2 separate regions of the Mus musculus genome follow, and region 2 is linked to region 1. A link is a contact called in public Hi-C data. All regions are on one chromosome and are shown on one strand. The core of a region is the stretch at or near the end of the contact, and the rest is flanking DNA. Distances in the headings are between cores, read along the strand shown.

What was found. A called contact is a pair of places that touch in the nucleus more often than the background predicts.
Region 2: a contact with region 1 is called in a Hi-C map of muscle stem cells, with 1.6 times the contacts expected there. The contact joins two enhancer-like sites. A contact is called at or near these places in 2 of 484 Hi-C or Micro-C datasets (both in muscle stem cells), 1 of 115 datasets of contacts at active chromatin or transcription factors (pancreatic cancer cells) and 2 of 9 other capture datasets (adipose tissue and liver).

The regions. Positions count from the first base shown.
Region 1 is chr6:145,945,262-145,952,117 of GRCm38.p6, forward strand. The region is part of intron 1 of Sspn (sarcospan); the gene reads left to right. Among named protein-coding and RNA genes, the nearest start is that of Sspn, 15 kb to the left of the region's middle. Within about 2 kb of position 5,545, at least 12 of the 459 cell types and tissues checked have an H3K27ac peak or open chromatin away from gene starts, as enhancers often do. A contact at or near this core is called in muscle stem cells, where this site is marked.
Region 2 is chr6:146,116,162-146,123,224 of GRCm38.p6, forward strand. All of the region lies in intron 55 of Itpr2 (inositol 1,4,5-triphosphate receptor 2), which reads right to left. Among named protein-coding and RNA genes, the nearest start is that of Gm35768, 24 kb to the right of the region's middle. Within about 2 kb of position 4,265, at least 59 of the 459 cell types and tissues checked have an H3K27ac peak or open chromatin away from gene starts, as enhancers often do. A contact at or near this core is called in muscle stem cells, where this site is marked.

The sequences.
Region 1 (6,856 bases), core at 4,295-6,794:
TAATAAATAAGTAGGGCTGGGTTTTAGACAAAGGCCTTGCTCTACCCCGGGCAGATAAGGAAAGAAAAGGACACTGGGTGTTTAGCCTAGTTTATAGCCATCACCTACTTTGTTGCTTCGAGATCCTGTTGTCTGTATTTATTTGGTCTTTTGAGGATGTAACTGCAAAACTTCTCAGTAGTTCCTATGAAGTATATAAATCTTCACCCAAACACACAAATCTGTGTTACACTGAGAGAAGATGCCTGGCAGGAGGAAGGATGGGGGCTTCGGCTGTAACACAGACCAACCCTGGGATAGATGTGGGTTTCCCAAGAAACACCCAGCCAGAGAGCCCATTGGCTTCAGTGATGACTCACTTAAAATGGCTTTCAGACAAGGCTTTGAAACATCGGTGTCGGGGCTACTGAGTCCTGGCTCAATTCTCTAACATCTTCCCAGTTTTTACAGAAATCTCGCTTTGGCAGAAGCATCAAGGAAAACTCGGAGTTTCCATAGGATTTAGGGATCTCCCACCCACTCCCTGATCCAGCCAGTTTGCACATTTCATCTCATCTACATCCGCTCTGTAGGAATCATTGTGTACCACGTACAGAAGGCAAGTCATCGCCCGCACAGCGCTGTGTGCTGGGGACAGGGGCCAGTGACTTGCAGAGATCATTTCTCCCTTCCCACTTGAAAGCTCGTGTAACAGATCTGGCTAAACACTTCAGTGCGCATTCCAGAGCCTCATTGGTGGAAAATACTGAAGAAAAGAAACAGTTGTGCTTATTGGAAGTGTCAAGTCATGACGAAGCCCATGTTTCTGAGTAGGACTGAGGGTCCAGGGCTGAAAGGGGCAGGGCCACCACTGGATTTAAAGGGTCTCTCAAGGTTCCCAGCCAATCAGAGCTTGGATCACAGCAGAGTGGGTGACTTACTCATTCCCAGCCAATCAGAGCTTGGATCACAGCAGAGTAGGTGACTTCTCTTTGCTGCCTTAAGAATCACTCAGTTTTAAGAAAGTAAAAAAAAAAAAAAAAAAAAAAAAAAATCTCAAAAATGTTCTCACGATTTATTTTGTCAAGAGATTTATGTCTGACAAATCCCTGGGTGAGGCCAGGTTAGCTTTTGTATTTTAAGGAAATTGCCATATTATCAATCTTGGTTTAATGTCAATGTCTTTGCACACTGATTTGTGAAAAGTGTGTGCAGTTATTGTAATTCAGCCATGTGCCTGTCACACAGACACCCTTAAGGCAAAAATGACAAGAACTAAGGACAGAATGGGAGAGAGGAGGTTAAATGGATGCCACTCAAGCTGACATGGCTGTTCTTCCGGAAGTCTTTCCTCTTTAGACCCCAGAGGACAGACACACTTAAAGCAGTAGGATTGTTTATCATCAGGACTGGCCTTCTAATGAGACATTTCGACCTATATCTCTAATATTTGCTTCTTTTAAATGTAATAAAATATCTGGTGTGGTAGTGTACACCTGCAATCCCAGCACTTGGGAGAGAGAAGCAGGCCAGAGGGTAAAAAGTTCAAGGCTACCCTCTACTACATAGTGAGCTCCTTGCCCACGAAACCTTGTCAACTTTACAAACTAAATATTAAAGCTTTCCCTCTGCCCCCCTGGAAGATGTGGGAATACAAAGCTGAGGGCCGTAGGCCAAAACTCAGACTTTCATAAGCAATGCGAGATTTCTCTGCCAGGCCTTCCCTTGGACAGCGTCTGCTCCAAGGAATTTTTTTTTTTTAAGAAAAATTATGAAAGATAAGGAATAAGATGGGTGGCAGTCTACAACTGCAGCTTCTGGAGGCAGATGACAGGGAGTGGCCTGCCCTCCTGTCCTGTCCCATGTAAATGAGACAAATCTTAGCAACTGTTCCTGGCTGGACGATTCTTTCACTATATAGAGCTTTGTGCGTGATAGAATAGAAGTCAGTATTCTGAGCCTGATTAATGAAACTGAGACCCTTTTTTCAGGTTTATAGTTAAAGCCCTGCATTTAATGCCCACGCCGGATGCTTCCTGTCTCTTCCTGTTTGGTTCAATCTTGAGCCCTCAGACCGGTTTTCAGCCGTTCTCTCTGTTTCCTGTTATTTCTGTCCTCTGTCAATGTCTTGTGTACTAAGTTTGGCTGGAACTATTGTGTTTCCAAAAAAAAAAAACAAAACAAAACAAATCAAAACAGTAATACTAACTTTGGATCTGGTATGGCCAGAAACTATTTTTCTCATTGAGCAGTTTGTTTGTTGTTCAGCATCTATTCACGCTCACCTCTATGACATTATCTCAAGTAACTAGAAATATACAAAGCACACTGCATGCAGTCACTGAGATTGGCATCTCCTGGGCAGGTGGTAATAAACAGGCCTATAGCAGAAACAGAACAAAGCAGAAAAAGAAGTTTTCTGTCACCAGATGTTTGCTAACTGTTCGTGCCAACGTTGTGGAGAGGTGTCTAAGAAGTGCGCCCTGCAGAAGGCTAGGCTATGACATGAATGGATTGATTCGTTTGTTTGCTTGATGCTATTTATCAGCTGCCCTGTGTTCGCCGTGTCGCCGGCTTTATGCTAAGCTCTCTCTCTATGCTCTCCCTTCAGCAGTGTAGGAAGCAGGCCTCACTGATGTCCTAGACATAGAACTGCCAGATACAGTGCTAAGTCTCCCTCTTTAGCTGGGGGGCCCATCTCACCACAGAACCACGGGCCAACAGGATGTTTCATCCTGTGCCCTTGGTCCATGCATGTCACATATGTAGCTGTGAGGTCTTGGGTCATGTGCAGTGGATCTGTGCTGATGAAGAAGGGAGCTAGCAAGACCCATGTAAGAAGCGACTCCACTGGCGTATGTGTGCACGCATGTCTGTGCAAGCACTAATGCTGGATGTTGAGCTCTTGGTTGTCTGTGGTTCTCAGTCACTGCTGCCTCACTGGGCCCCTTTACACTTAAGGATACCTTAGGGTCATCAAGGTAGAGATTTGGGTCTTGACTCCTCACTGTGGAGTTGCAAGCCTCCAAGAGTCCGTGGTACACAGTGGCGTCACAGTGAACACTTGTTAAACAGAGTGAGACCGTGCCTAAGATGTCACAGGGTGCTTTTGTTTATTTTGCATATATTTTTCTTTTTCAGCTCAGATTTCAGAGTAAGTCCCTGGGAGAGACTGAGGTCATGTGAGATGGGAAACAAAATAGTGCCTGCCGAGGTTCCCGGGTGGGAGTCACCTAAAAGTCTTTAAAACAGTTTACACTTTAGCAAGAATTACTTTCTCCATTGAGTTTTAGAGACAGGAGTCTCCCTGGCTGACTTGGACCCCCTGTGCTTCACATATGGCCCAGTCATTCAAGGGAGGAGCAGGAGCTGGCAGGCTCCACAGATCTCTGTGCCACTGGCTGCCAGGACTCCTCCTGGGAGATCCTGTGGCCCCTGTGGGGGCAGGGACAGGTGGTGTGCCCTGATGTCACGTTGGTGAGGTTGCTCCTCAGGCTTCTCATTGAGTTTTCTGCTCCTTGTCTATAAAGCAGAGCCACTGACTGTGACCTCCCAGGATGCTTGTGAATGTGAAATAGAAGCCAGGCGTGGTGCACATTTGAGAACCCACCGCTTAGGAGGCAGAGACAGGAGGATCAGGAGTTCAAGGTCACATTCAGCTGCAGAGTGAGTTAGAGGCCAGCCTGGATTATGGGAAACTCTGGAAAGTAACAACAAAACAAACAAAAGAAACAGGATAATTTGCACCCTTTGCTTACTGAGGTACCTAGCATTGAAAATTGCTTGCTCTCAGCCCATTGTTAAATCATCCAGGCATGGACTTTTCCTCATATAAATATCAAGAGCATGCCCAGTGACCACTTACATGGATACTAATTAAAAGACAGAGTACATGTAACCAACAGTGTCGGCTTTGAGCCTGGCTATCCTGGCAGTACATTTGGGACCTCTTAATGGACTAGAAACATGATCTCCGACAGCCATGGTAATGATGGCATTAGTAATCACCAGCTAATGATATATCATCAATCAATAGTGGCCTCAGGCTGGGCTGTATAGAAGGATTACCCCAGGTGCCTTCTTTACATTCTTATTAGTCGTCAGATTAACCATCACGACAAAGTACTGTTGCAGATGGAGGAACTGAGAACAGGGAGAATCAGTTAAAGCCAGGCATGGTGGTGCATGCTTGCAGCCCTGGCACTCAGGAAGTAAAGACAGGAAGAGTTCAAAGCCAGTCCTAGCTACATAGTGACATCACCAGCCTGGGTTTCAAGAGATTCTGTCTCAGGTGAAGGTAGGGACTGTACTTCACCAGTAAAGAGATAGAATCAAAATTCAAGCTCTTTTCCCACCATGCAGCACTGTAACCACGTGCACAGTCTCATACATGACTTTCAACTGAACCAAGCAGCCCGTTCTCACTTGTTGAAGGAACTCTGGCTCAGTGTTTCATGGTTTTGGATGATATTTTTCCTTTCTTGTGTGTATTCTAAAGTGAAGGACCTATTTCTGTGCCTTGTTATTGTGCATCTATCTAAATCTGTAATGAAAAGTGAGGCCATGATAACAGACAGAAGCTGTCCATCACAATCCCATTGTTCTCGCTGCCTCCACGTTCTGGAAGGTTCTGGGAGCATCTCTGAATTCTTAGCATGTGTGGCATGCCATCCTGAGACATGGGATGGTTATCACACACACAACCAATAAAAAATCCTTTCCAACAAAATTGGACCATGTCTTCAGGGGGATGTCAGGAAAGTCCATCAGTGGCTCAGAGCTGCACCCCGACAGCTTTATCTTTAACAAATACACATATTTAAAAAGACAGCTATCTCACTGACTCTAACACTATGAAATGGACAAAGGATCTTGTTACCAGTTGGAAGGGAGCACGGTATTGACTGTTTATTTCACAAGGGGATGTGGGTCATCCTGCTGTTCAGTGTTTCCATGTCATATACACTACCCACCAATTATCCACTTAGCAGATGTACAGGCTACCACATCAACTGTCATTATAGTATGGAGCTTATATTCAAATAAGTCTATTTTATTTACTAATGGCATACTAGAGTATTGACACTAATAACTTTTTTATAGTTTATTGTAAGTTTTATATTTTGTGATTAATATGATGCCATATATATGTATATATGTATGTATATATATATGGCACGCATAGATAAGTAGATAGATAAGTAGATGGATGAGTGATAGATAAGTGATAGATAGATACTGTCTGTTGTCTTTAGCATCTAATGGGGTCCTTATGTCTCTCATAGATAAAGGTGGAGCAGAGTGTGAAGTGGTGTTTCTCTTTGGCTCTCTCCTGTGTTCCTCTGTACTGAGTCTCTGTGCTGATTGCAGAGATTCTAAGCAGCTAGTAGAGCTTAATTTGCCAAATGTAGTAATAAACCAACCTCACTGGGTGAACAGACACTCCCATCAATGTAGAGGCAGGAGATGCGGTGGGAGCAGTATGGCAGCTAGGTCATGAAGCTGTCTCATGAAGGCTGTGGGCAGGCACCTCTCGCTCGGCAGCCTCAGCTCAGCACTCTGGAATCTGCCATGGTAGGATTTACTGCATGGAAATGACTGAATGTGGTGAGCAGTTCTGAGATGCCATACCCCTGAAGACGTGGTCCAGTTTTGGAAAGGAATTTTTGGCTTTGGATGTGTTGGCAATAACCACCCCATGTATCAGAATGACATGCCACACATGATAGTAATTCAGAGATACTCCCAGAACCTTCCAGAACGTGGAGGCTGCAAGCTCTGGAGTGGGGTTGTGTTTAAGTAGCAATGAAGACAGAGGGGCTCTGCCTTTGACTTTAAGGATTCTTACATTATGAAGCACTAACTTGTCTTGTGGTGCCAACACTTTTATTGTGTATACATTATGAATATTAAAAATTCATCCTGCAGTAAATGTACGCCTAACCTTTTTGCATTCCAAAGTCTCAGAGGGGAAGAAATATATGTAAAGATTTCCACATTGGTCTGAACACACTGTAAGTGGCCATTGATAGCACATCTGTTTTCACTCCTCATAAGAAATGGCTCTATACCATATCCCACCATCCTGACAGATCTGACACAGGCACTCAGGGGCTGTGTTTTTGCTTCGATCTGTTCTTATCAGGATGTGGGCCCAGGACCACCACCACCAGCAGCAGCAGCAGCAGCCTTGGGATTTGTCAGGGATACAGATTCTGGGTCTTAACCCTAGACCTATCGAATCTTAAATCGTAAAGATGGGACCAACCTGTAAGGTGATTCTGAACCTTCTCAGCCTTGTCTAATGAGGAAGGGGCAAGAAGAATGGAGCAGGAAAGACCCTACAGCCATGTTGACATGTCTCCTATGATCCTGAAATCTTGATTCAGTAAGCAATGCTAATAGCTCTTTTGCTGTTTCTTATTATTTATTATTCTGGCACAGTATATGCTAACAGTTCTCTTGAGTAAGACCACATCACACTGATAGACTACAGTACATTTATCAGTTGTTGAAAATGACTCCGAAGAGTTTATCTTAAATCATCAGATGCGGGTCACCATCTGTAGAGATTTTCTTCAAGAAAATGCAGGGAAAATCAGTGCCTCTGGTCCTGTGGGTGGTCCATTGACTTCATGACCGTAGACAGAGGTTAAGTTCCTCTTGTTACAATATTGATCGGATGAAAGCATTTTGCATCCAATACTTACAGAAATAGTGTCACGTTTCCAGTTCACAAGTGATCGATGGGGCTGAGGAGGCAGGGGGAATAATGAATGGTATTTGGCAGGAGAAGGTTGTATCCCCCAACAACCCTGTATAGCAACTCTGTCAACAACTGGAAGAAGGAAACAAATAAGTTGAGGTAGTGAAAATG
Region 2 (7,063 bases), core at 3,015-5,514, 170 kb after region 1:
CAAGACATGAAAACAGAATCCAATAAAGAGATAGAATCTCTTAAGAAAAGCCAAAATGAAATGGCCCTTGAATGCAAAATTCATGAATCCAAAATTCATGAAGTCTAACAAAAAATTTAGAGGAAAGTTTATCAAGAGATTGGACCAGATGGAAGAGAGAATTATCAACTCTGCAAGACAAAATAGAGGAATTAGATCACTTGGACAAAGAAAACGCAAACCCCCACAAACTCCAAGAACAGAGCACATAGGAACTCAACTCTATAAAAACTCAAACCTTCAAAATAAATAAGTATAGAAGGAAAAGAGACCCGGGTCAAAGGAACAGAAAATATTTTCAGCAAAATTATAGAATAAAAATTCCCCAATTTAAGAAGAGATGCCTATCAAGGTCCAAGAGGCATACAGAACACCAAATAGACAGGACCAGAATAGAAATTCTCTACATCACATAACAGTCAAAACAAAGAGGTTGAAAATGACAAGAAAAAAAAAATCAAGTCTTATACAAAAAGCAGGACCACCAGAGTAACAGTTCATTTTCCAGTGGAGACTATGAAAGTCTGACAGGACTGGACCCATGTTCTACAAGTTATGAAAGACCACACAGATGCCAGCGCAGACTTCTATACCCAGTGAAACTATCAGATGTAATGTATGACCACTAATCCACCTCTGTAGAAGATACTGGAAAGAATACTCAGGTTTGAAGAACAGGATCAACCTGCACAGAAAGGCACAAAACAGTTCCAGAACACTGAATCAAAAGAGGTCTGAAAGAATATCATATAATCAACAAAATGACAGAAATTCATATGCACTGTTCAAGAATAGCTCTTACTATTAAATGATAACAATAAAATTAATTTGGTCTTAACTCCCCAATAAATAGAAACAGACTAACAGACGGTATCAGAAACAGGATCCATCTTTTTGCCGTCTTCTGCATCAGTGACAGAGTAAGTAAATGAAACCCAGAATCATGCAGGTGTAGCTAGTCTAATATTTGGCAGAATAGACTTTAAAACTAATCACAAGAGATACATGGGATTCTTTATTCTTATTACAGGAAAACCCCAACAGAGGATATTTCACTCCTAAACATATATGCACTAAACATCAGAGCACCCAATTTCATAAAAGAAATACCATTAAACTTAAAAACATAGATCAATCCCAGGACAGTGCCAATAGGTGATTTCAATACTCCACTCTCACAAACACACGGTCATTTGGAAAAAGGAGGAAGCTGTAAAGTTCAATCACATCAAATAATCCTAGCAGACATCTTCAGAGCATCCTATCTAAAAACCAAAGTACACACATTCTTCTCTGTAGCCCAAGGGATTTTTACAAATAGATTACAATGCAAGTCTCAGCAAATATAGGAAAATTGAAATTACATCCTGAATTTTATCTGATCGCTATGGATATCAACAACAATAGAAAAGACAGAAACTTATGAAAGCTGAACAACATACTTTTTGAATAAAAATTTGGTAAAGAAATCAAGAAGGAAATTTAAAAATTCTTAGAACTGAATAAAAATGAGGACCCAGCATAGCAAAACCTCTAGGACACGATGAAAGCCACCACAGGAGGAAAGTTTACAGCATGATGTACTTATATAAAAAAGTTAGAGATCACAATTAAAAACAAAGTGGTGCACCCAAAAGCCTTGGAAACATGAGAGTAAGTAAACCACAAGAAAGAATAGATCGGAAGAGACACTCAAACCACAGTTGAAATTAATGACAGAATGAAAGTAAATACAAAGATTCAATGAAACAGCTATTTGAAGAGATTGATAACCCTTTAGTCAAAGTAACCAAAAGAATTAGAGGATCCAATTTGTTTAGAGAAGAAAAGGGAGGCACCATAACATACACTGAAAAACTTCAGAGGCTTATTCAAATATACTTTAAAAATTGATTCCACCAAACTGGAAAATGTAAAAGAAATGGATGAACTTCTAGATATATATGAGCTACCAAAATCAAACAAATATGAATTAAATGATTTAAGTAGACCTGTCACATGCAATGAGATGTCAGTAATTGAAAATCTCCCAACTAAAAAGCCCAGGCCAGATGGAGTCACTATAGAAGTCTACTAGACTGTCAAAGACATGAAAATTCGCAATAAAATACTTTCAAAACTAATTTGAGAACATATTAGAAAGACTGTCCACCATGATCAAGTCAGTTTCATCCCAGAGATGCAGGGATGGTTCAAGAAACTTAAACTACCATACGGTCATCTCTCTAGCTGTAGAAAAGGTCTTTGACAAAAATCCAACATCCATTCACAATAAAAGTGCTGGAGAAATGAGGGATAGAGGGTATAAGCTCAATATAATAAAGGTAGCATACAGGATTCCTCAGACAACATCTTCCTAAACAGGGAAAAACTGCAAGTAGTTCCACTAGAACCAGGGACACAATGGTAATCCCTTTGCCTACTCCCATTTAAGTAGGCAAGTCCTGACATCTTAGCTAGAGTAGTAAGACAGGTGAAGGTAAAGTGGATACAAATAAGAAAGGAAGAAGTCAAAGTATCCTTATTTGGAGATGATACAATTCTATTATGTAAAACTTTCCAAAGGTTCCACCAGATGACTACTACACCTGATAAATATTTCAGCAAATTAACAAATCAGTTAAAAAAAAAACAAAAAAAAACAAAAAAACAAAGGATTGGCCTTCATACAAACAACAAACATACGGGGAAAGAAATAAATGAATACCTTTCATAATAGCCTCAAGAAAAGTAAAATATCTAGAATAAGTATAACGAAGACAGGAAAGATTTGTACAACAACAACAAAAAATCTTTTAAAAGAATGAAAAAAATAAATTGAACAAGAAACCAGAAAGTGGCAAAACCTCCCATGTATATACATTGTTACAATGAACATTGTGAGCATGACTGTCCTTACCAAAGCAGGTGGTACTGGCACAAAGACAGACTTGTCAGTCAAAGGAACAAAACTGAGGACTCACATATAAACCCACACTCCTACATCCTACATCCACTCAACTTTTGACAAAGAAGTCAACAAATACCTGTTGGAGAGAAGACAGCATCTTGAACAAGTGTTGCTTGTCAAACTGGATGACCACAGAGGAGGGATCAAATCTGAACTGTGTCTTTCATCTTGTATAAAACTCTACTCCAAATCCATGAAGGATGTTAATACAAGACCAGATACTCTAACTCTGACAGGAGCAAGGGGACCTAGGCTTGACTCACTGATATAAGAACAGACGTTTTGAGTAGCATCTTGATAGAAAAAGGCTTTATTTAATACCAATAATTAATAAATGGGACCTCAAAAACCAAAAGTTTCTGAACAGCAAAGGGTACTATCGCTCAACTGAAGAGGCAGTAAGCAGACTGGACATTTTTTATTCATGAGTTATATCTTTGAAGGAGTGGTACTATCTAGAATATATAAGTAGCTCAAAATTAAACATTCAAGAAAACCTAAACGGGACAAAACTAAACAGAGTCCAGGGGGGAAAATATATGTTCAACATACATAGCCATCAAGGAAATGCAAATTAAAACTGCTCAGAGGTTTCATCTAAGCCCAGTCAGAATGGTTACGGTCAAGAAACAAATGGTGACAAATGGCAGCATGGACACTGGGTCTGGGGACACTCATTCTTTGCTGGAGGTGTGTGAACTGGAGGGGGGTGAACTGGTACAGCCACTAAGAAAATATGTGTAGAGGTTCCTCAAAAGGCTGATAATAGACCTATCATATGCTCCACATATACTGGTCTTGGGCAAAGGACTCCATATATTGGGATATCCATAAAAATTTGCAAAGAACCAATAAATTTTTAAGAGAAAAATAAAATTTAAAAAGGCGTTTAAAAATCAGTACAGAAAAGTTTTCTTTTCACAGAAACAACCTTAAACATAAGTATTGTATATGCTTTTAGGTTCTTGTGTTCCATTTTCTGTTGAAAGCAGTCTGTGACAAAACAGTGTGTGTGCATTTTTCAGTAAGGGAGTGTCCTTTCCTTTGAGGGAGGGGAAGGTGAAGTGGCTACCTTACCCTAAGACAGAAGTGCAGGCCTGATGCGTCCAGCAGGGTTCCCCTGCACAGCTTCCTCACGCCGCTGGCCTGTGCTTTGCTCCTGGTTAACACAGTGGTCTGATTTCACTTTACGTGGCATATCTTGTGGTCATGCACATGGTTATCGGATTCCCAGGCCGGTGCTGGTTAGTCAATATGATATCATTTCCTCATTTCACCAGAACTGAATACATGTGACCACAGGGTAGCCTCAAGCCAGGGAAGAAGATTAGCTGCCAGACTTCTAGGCTGCAGGGTTGATCCTTCCTAATAACTCAGTGAAGTGCAGGTCTTCTAGAGGCTTCTAAAATGCAAGACTCTTAGATGAATTTGTCGTTCCTGACACGTTCACTTAGGACCCATAATCCTCTTCCTGGGGATAATTTTGTATAATAGTGTGCTTGTCTAGGAGACTGCCAGAGCAATGGACAGAAGTCACAAGAATCTTTCAGAGTCCTTTTAATAGTAGGTCAGCGTGACCCATTGATGTCTACAGCTGTTCAGTCAGAGTCTGTCACTTAGAGACCCTGTGTGGTGTTCACATTTAGTGTTTTCAAGTGATACTTCATTCCTGGAGCAGAGATAGTACTGTGCAATGGAAGGGCACCAATTGGGGAGATAGAACAACCTGGGCTTTGACTTCGTCATAACTGAAAGCATTTCCTGTATGGGGCGGATGGGTGTCCCACTGTCTAAGGCTCAGTTTGCTTCTCGGTGAAACAAGAATGCCCCTCTAGGTGTGTCCATACCTTTTCCTGCCCTGTGCTTCGTGAGCTGTGAATGCAAGGTAAAGCTTTAAAATTCAAGTTGCTGCAAATAGACTTGAGCCTATCAAAGTTTAAACACACAGAGTTAAGGCTGGAAGCAGCCCTGAGTCACAGAGCCCAAGCTAGCATGTGTGTGAGTAAGTTTTTGCTATGTCAGAATGAGATTAAGAAGTAATAAGACTGGTTTGGTCCAACCAAACATTGAGGATTTGTCTTTTTAAAAAGGTATTAGCATTTATGAAAATCACCTGTATATATGTAAGCTGGAGGGAAATGAAATTCTGACCTTCTGTAACACGGCAACAGATCCCGCCTTGCCTTCCGAGTGCCTGGCATTTGGTCCTGTTGTGGCCGATACCCACAATTCCACAGAACAAGGGTTGCTATGATCTTACTCCATGGCCTACAACATGAAGCAAGTTTACTTACTTGCCCAAGGCCACAGAACGGTGAGTGGCTGAGTCAGGCTTTGGTTCTTTGGAGTCCCTCTGCCTTTCCTGAACTGCTCTCCATGTCTGACGGAGACACTGGCACTTGGCTGCTACAGAAGCTGAGGTACAAGGATTGCAGGTTCAAGGCCTGGCCCAGCTACAGAGTGAGCTCAGCCCAGAAACTTGGTGAGACTAAACAGAAACAGAAGGTGGCTAGAGGTGGCTCAGCTTCTGGGTGCTTCAGGCCTCCGCTCCAGAAAGCCCAGCTTCTAAACTCAGTGGGAAAATCAAACAATACAGGGATGATTGCAACTGGAATCCCTCGGGTTACTTTTGCAGGGTATGCTAAAGGTTCGTTTACTGAAGATCAGAAGCACATGTCCTGTCAGTATTGTGTCAGAGATCCACATATAGGTGAGGAAGGAAAATGCCGGAAGTATGGTGGAGTTTGGCAGAGGGCTTTCAAATATCACTACTGAGAGGCAACACAGAGAATAGAATGCACTCGGTTCTGCAGCTGAGTACCAACTAACCATCTGATACCCCTTGCCCAGCCTCCATTTGCTAAGGCTGTGTGCTGCGGGGCTCTCATAATACCATTTTCATGCTGGCCATCCCAAACTGATCTCTGCTTCTTACTAGATTTTCCACCATAAAATTCAACTGCAAAGCCTCCTGGTACAAAGAGAAAAGTACCAGAGTCGCCATGAGTGACATGACCGACGGACTCATGAGTGAAGTGACCGACGGACGCATGAGTCCTATACCACATGGTTTGAGCAGTAAACCCAGCACCCTCAGGTGACAACTGGCAGCTGTCATGAGAAGTGAGGCGACTCCTAGGAGCATAAAGGGTGAAACTTCAAAGGATGAAGCCACACAGTGGACTTGGCTGAGCACAAGTGAGAGAGAATGGAGATGTGTGTACCTTTCTGGAAGCAGGAGGCTGTCTTGGAATAATGACCTCAAGCTGAGCATAACTTTAATATGCCTAGTCACAGAGAGATCAGGCATTGGAGGGCAGGAATTGCAGCCTTTCTCCACAGCGCAGTTTCATGCGTGTGCAACAGGGAGGCTGCCACTCATTAGCCCATAGGCTTGGCAGATCTGATTTGGGTGTGGTTTGGTGAATAAGCTTCCCATGTTTAAGCTAAGACCACTTGAGTTTCATGTACTTGACACACCTCTATGGTTTTCTTTAAGAATCTCACTGATTGATTTTATGATTAATTGATTACCTACTCAATAGGATACTCTGAAAGTCAAAACAAAGCCAAAGCATTTTCTACATATAAAGCTTGCTTCTGACATAGATTGGAGCTAGTCAGATGCAGTCTTATAATGCTTTGTTTTTATTGGCTGTTTGACACAGGTACTCAGTTTTAGTAGGAACATGGAGCCTGCCTGGGAGGTTTAACATGTTGACCAACTCTTTATCTGCTTCCAATTGAAGTCTAACCTATTGCCTCTTCAGTAAGACTTCACAGTTGCCACAGGGGCATGGTCACTTTCTAAACATGTCTCCATCATTTTCCTTTAGTCGATCCATGTTTCCCTCCCATCCCAGCTCCCCTTCCCGGTCTACCCTCTGAAGCTATGTACCATCCTTCAATAAACAATTTGATGGGTCTTTTTTTTTTTTTTTGATTCCTATGATGATAGCCACAAATCTTTACAATTTCCCGGGTGACAGAGGTGAGTTTGCTCTCAGGAGCCCCAGGATTACATCTGGTTTTGTCCTAATGAGCTGACTCAAGGTGGGTTCTTGGATGACAAGG